2 separate regions of the Zea mays genome follow, and region 1 is linked to region 2. Evidence: chromatin contacts called from public Hi-C data. All regions are on one chromosome and are shown on one strand. The core of a region is the stretch at or near the end of the contact, and the rest is flanking DNA. Distances in the headings are between cores, read along the strand shown.

Region 1 (2,700 bases), core at 51-2,550, 350 kb before region 2:
AGGGGTGCAGCAGGTTAATTTAAAAGAAATGCGAGTGAGTTATTTGTAAAAATATGATGCAGGACTAAAAATATGATGCAGGACGACTGTTGAAACTGATGTTTTAATATTGTAGAGATAAACAACCGCTTAGACCTAAATAAGTCTTAAACTTTAGAAATTTTAAAATACATTTTATGATTTTAGAGATCAATATGACACTGTATCTGGCGATCCGGTCCTACATTCATATCGACTGACAAATCTGGTTTGTATAGCTATTGTTGTTGTCTTGTTGACTTTCCAGCGCCTAATTTTGTTATTATCTGGCGCACTTCTCGCACGGTGCGTTGAAACTGCAACAGCGCGTCGTCCATCCACTGTTTGGACTGCATCGCATGCCATGTTTCTCGTCCTTCGAGGGTGAAGTTTACGGCCGACCGGCCGGTGCTGGGATCGATCGGATTCTCAGAGGGCTAGCCGCCGTCTCCGACGGCCAACTGCCAAGACTTTGACTGGCCGGCGCGCGCCACAGCAGTTGCAATCGTTTTTACTAGTGGCATGGACACGGTTGCCCTAGTCGCTAGCTATCTGATCCAGAACAAAGCACAAAAGCCACGGCGCCATGCACTAGCTAGACGATTGAACTGGCCATGGCCATGAAACATGGAGTGGCCGGCCCATCCATCCGTGGTATCGGTCCAGCTAGCCAGCCAGTCCGGGGAACGTCCACCGCCCAACATCACAGTCATCGTCTTCACACCCATGGCTATTGTCCTGTATCTCTATTCACGATGCTTGCAGCTAGCTAGGGCCTAGGGCTAAGCTCACACAGTAAAAAAGGGCGTCCACGGCTCCACGCCCAATGCCCCCACACGCCCGGCCAGGCCGGTCGAAAGCGATCCGCTTTCGTCGCGCCTCGAACGCATCCGCGGCGCCTACGTGTGTTTTTGTTGGCACCGCTCAGTCTTCCCCCCACCCAAGCCTGCCGGAGTGGCATGGCTGAGCCGAGCGTGGCAGTATATATATAACCAGCTCTACCCTGCCCTGCCCTGCCCAGTGCCCACCCATTCCCAGTTCTTCCACTGGCCCTTCCCACCCGACCCCTTCCCCAGTCCTTGCTTTGCGTCTGCCATGGCCGTGCAGGCGCGGCACTTCTCGCACGACCTAGCCCCGGCGGCGGGCGGCTCCCTGTTCTTGGACGAGTACGCCGGGTGCGTGCCGGCACCGGCCCGGATCGGGGACGACACGACGGTGCTCAGCGACTTCCCGCGCAGCGAGCTCGCCTGGTGCAACTACGGCTTCCTGCCGAGGAAGCGGCCGCGCCTTGAGGCGGCAGCGCCAGCAGCGGGCGGTGATCTCTTGCAAGATCAGCGCGTTGGTATGCCTCCGGCGGGCACGGAGCGCCTGCTGCCAGTGCCACCGCTCGTCGACGCGCGGAGCCGGGCGGTGGGCTCCGGCGCGGCGACGTCCACTAGCGGGAGAGTGGTGGCAGTTGGCGCGGCGACCGTCGTCTCGCGGGACATCCCGTCGTCGTGGACGCACCACCACGGCATGGAGATCGACGCGCTCGTTAGACTCGAGGTACGGCCTGAATTAGTGATTTAACCGGAATCGGCTTCGTCGTCAGACTCAGACGATAGATGGGAGTGGGACGCATGGTCGTCCGATGGTGTCGTCTGATCTGTGGACTGTGGTATATGTTGTGCAGGCGGAGAGGATGCGCGCGGCGCTGCAGGAGGCGCGGCGGAGGCACGGCCGCGCGCTGCTGGCCGCCGTGGGCCGCGCTGCGTCGGGGCGGCTGCGCGCGTCGGAGACAGGCCTGGAGCGCGCGCTCCACCGCAACGCGGAGCTCGAGGAGAAGGCCCGCCAAGCGGGCGCCGAGTGCCAGGCGTGGGTGGGCGTGGCCAGGAGCCACGAGGCCGTCGCCGCGGGCCTCCGCGCCACGCTGGACCAGCTGCGGCCCCGCGGTGCGGCCGTCTGCGTCTGCGAGGCCGAGGCCGAGGACGCGCGGTCGTGTTGCTTCGGCGAGGCGCCGGCCGCGCACGCCAACGGCGCGTCCATGCCCAAGCTGGCGTGCAAGTCGTGTGGCAGCGGCGGAGCGTGCGTGCTGCTGCTGCCGTGCCGGCACCTGTGCCTGTGCCGCGTGTGCGACGAGGCCGGCGTGGACGCGTGCCCCGTCTGCGCGACCACCAGGAACGGCTCGCTCCACGTCCTCTTCTCCTGAACTGGAGGACTTCTTGCCATGGCGGGAGACGAGGCTTCCCTGTTTCGCTGCCAGAGCGCGGTACATGCGACGCGAATGCGGCGCTTCAGCTAGTGCCACACGGCGATGCTGGGAAGGAGATTCTGCGGCCAAAGTGCAATGGCACGAAATGTCCTAGCGAATCGTGCGAGGGTACTCTGCCGAAGTCAGCGCTCACCACTGCCTTCTTAGATACTGAATCAACGGCGTAAATATACAGTACATGTTCAAAGCACAGTTGGTGAAGAACTGAAGATTGGCAAGCGTTTAATCAGGTCCTGAATCGTTGACGGACTATAGTTTCACTTTCACTATGGTGGCGGTTACCGGTAAAACTCTAATCTGATAGCGCTGCACCGTGGCATATGTACCGACTACCCCGAGAAGTAGGAGGAGGTTCGTCGATGATCGCTAATGCGCGGCCATTTCTTCTATCATGTTCCCAGCCAAATAGAGGCAGCTCCTCGCGCGAAAAC
Region 2 (2,816 bases), core at 95-2,594:
AAAACGAATTGATACTCATAAACAAAATGCTACTAGGAACATATCCAATTAAGGCCTTGTTCGGTTATTCCAATTCCGTGTGGATTGGAGTGTATTGGAATGGATTGAGATGGATTTTGACTAGTTATGGATTTAAACTGACTCAATACCACCAAATCCACATGGATTAACGGTGAAACGAACAAGCCCTAATATTTTTCTCCACTTCTGGAATCCTATACACACACTAGCCAGTTGCCCGTGCTTTGCTACGGTTGTTATATATTATATAAATAGTATTGAGATATTTATTTGAATATAATTATTGTTTATTTCTAAACACTAAGGTACATGTGGACGGGTGGTTAGCCTCAAATTTCTAGAGCAGAGGTGTTCGAGTACTCACTCTGCACTATTTTTTTTGCGCGGTGTGGTAGCTGCACGGGCGAGATCGAACGTGGGGCGGGCCTAGATTGTTAGTGCGGGGTGACGCTGTGGTAGTACCAGGTGCCCACATTTGCCATAGGAGTGCGACGAGAGGTTGTGGCAGCTGAGGGTACGATCTTTGAACCTTTGAACGTGCCTTGTGGCAGCTGAGGGTACGATCTTCCTCAGATGCTAACACTATTTATTTTATTTAGTGTTCCAAAGTATTTAGAATACATTAAATTAGGTTGATATTAAATTACTAAAATTTAGCACCATGATGTCTACAAAATGTTTTTAATATAGATATATGAATTCTAATGAGACCCGTCTGCATCGTTCAGATCCTTTGAATTGAATTCTATTTTAATAATCGTAATTTAGATATAAAATAATTAAGCTAATATAATTTTATATATAATATATTTGTATGCTACTGTTGGTTATATGAGAGAGATATTTATGTGCTATATTTTTATTATAGAAGAGCGAGACGAAGATCATGTTCATGTCTGTCCCTCACCTTAAAATTTTGAAATAATCTTATATCTGAATTTTAAAATGTTGTGGAATATCAAAATTTAAACTAAATGATCTACTATATTAAATAGATTCTAAATCCTCTAAGGTAAACATATCCAAATTTCGAACTTTAACGACGGCTCTGGCTTAATGGAAAAAAGACTCAATTTTTATAGGCACTCCTTATTTTGGGATGGAGATGCTATACCCCACTTGGACCCGCTGTCCGGATAGGCGGATACCACCGTTCTGCGTGTGCTTGGGGCGGGTGACATGGCGTCCTACAAGACCAAGGCGTCACGACTCAGACGTGGCAGCGTGCAATTGGTCAGTACCACATTCGGCAGCCTCCGATTGGCCGAAACAAGTCACACAACGGCCTTTTCCTCGCAACTGTCGGCCCTGCTACTCAGATCGATCGATCTCCACCGTTCCTTCTCCCCTCTCCTAATGTCAGCCGTGCAGCCTCTCCACTGCGCCCACTTCTTATACTCCCACCTTCTGCTCCCTCTCACGGACGCTTCGCTCTAGTCGGAAGGTTTCGAGGAACTCCCGGGCTCGAGGAGATCGGGACGATGATGGGAGGGCGCGCTCTGCTGCTGCTCCTGGTCTCGGCGCTGCTCGTTCAGATCCGCGCCTCTGACCCGGTAATCTAAGCGAGCCTGTGGCGATCTTGCTATTCTGTTTGTTTTTCCCGGAATTTTGTGGGTGAGATTTGTGAGGGTCTCTCCCGGTGGCGTTGTTTGCAGCTGCTGTACGAGCCGTTCGATGAGGACTTCGAGGGAAGATGGATCGTCTCCAAGAAGGATGAATACCAAGGTATGCGCGCGCATCTATTTCTCGCGATCGTTATGGTTTCGCTAGATCTGTTTAGATCCGTGGGTTCAGTAGGATTGTGAGAGCTTGTTCGGTCGAGATCGTAGTTTCCGGTGTTTAAATTGAGAGATAGCTGTGCAGTTACTCATGAGATCCACGATTGGTACTGTCAGATATGTATGTGCTTTAGTTCTATCGGATGTGCTTCGCTAGCAGCACCCGCTCTAGACACAGAGATGTGCCTAGCCTTCACGTTCCAACGTACTATGCAATCGGATGTGCCGACACATGTTACAATGGTTTGTACCTGTTAGGAATGAAGGGTCATTGAAGTGTCTGGTCTCTCTGTGTGTGCGCTCATTGCTGATATGAATGGTTCATGTTTCTGGAACTTCCAAAACGTACTGATACTTTGATAATCGAAAGTATCCTCACCAATTCATGACTGGAGGGAGTAACTTGTACGAGAATATAGCATGAGACATCAGTAGAAATTTTGGATAATGTTATTTGTATGCATGTGCTAATGAACTAGGTTATTCAAAAAAGAATAAAATTGTCAGTATGTTCAGTTTGCTAGTGGTATCTTATATTCCTGTAATCCTGTGCCGCATTAAACATACTTCATATGAAGTAAGCTTGCAATCCTAAGTTTTATGAGGTGCCTGTTAGTTTTTTCTCATTTGCTATTTATCTGTGAACACTGTTGTCAAGTTCAATATGAATCTATAGTTCTATACAGCCTTTGTACACTAAACACGGCCATTGTTTGACTATTTGTTAGTCAAATTTTGCAAAGTTACATTTTCTGAAACAGCATGTTCTATACCTTTGTGTATGGAGGGAGTAGTATCTTGGTACTGTAATGCCACTTCAAACAGTATTTCTATATGCAATCGTTATTTTAAACTAGTTACCTGCCACTGTTTGAATGTTGTTGTTACTAGTCCTTTCTGTTTCATTTTTCTTTGTCTATTTCATAGCTTAATGCCTACATACTCTGGTTTGTAGGTGTATGGAAGCATGCCAAGAGTGATGGGCATGAGGACTATGGTCTCCTTGTTAGTGACAAA

The links. Hi-C and Micro-C count contacts between places; a contact is called where the count stands out from the background.
Region 1: a Hi-C map of tassel shows a contact between it and region 2, with 2.2 times the contacts expected there. The contact joins the promoter of LOC107403146 here to the promoter of LOC542421 in region 2. A contact is called at or near these places in 3 of 25 Hi-C or Micro-C datasets (bundle sheath, ear and tassel).

The regions. Positions count from the first base shown.
Region 1 is chr10:115,361,476-115,364,175 of Zm-B73-REFERENCE-NAM-5.0, reverse strand. LOC107403146 reads left to right here and starts at 1,300. Exons shown (of 2, transcript NM_001321406.1): 1 at 1,300-1,563; 2 at 1,691-2,629. The coding sequence starts at 1,363. The coding sequence ends at 2,206.
Region 2 is chr10:115,007,247-115,010,062 of Zm-B73-REFERENCE-NAM-5.0, reverse strand. It overlaps LOC542421 (calnexin homolog), which reads left to right and starts at 1,344. Exons shown (of 6, transcript NM_001308610.1): 1 at 1,344-1,574; 2 at 1,677-1,746; 3 at 2,755-2,816. The coding sequence starts at 1,503.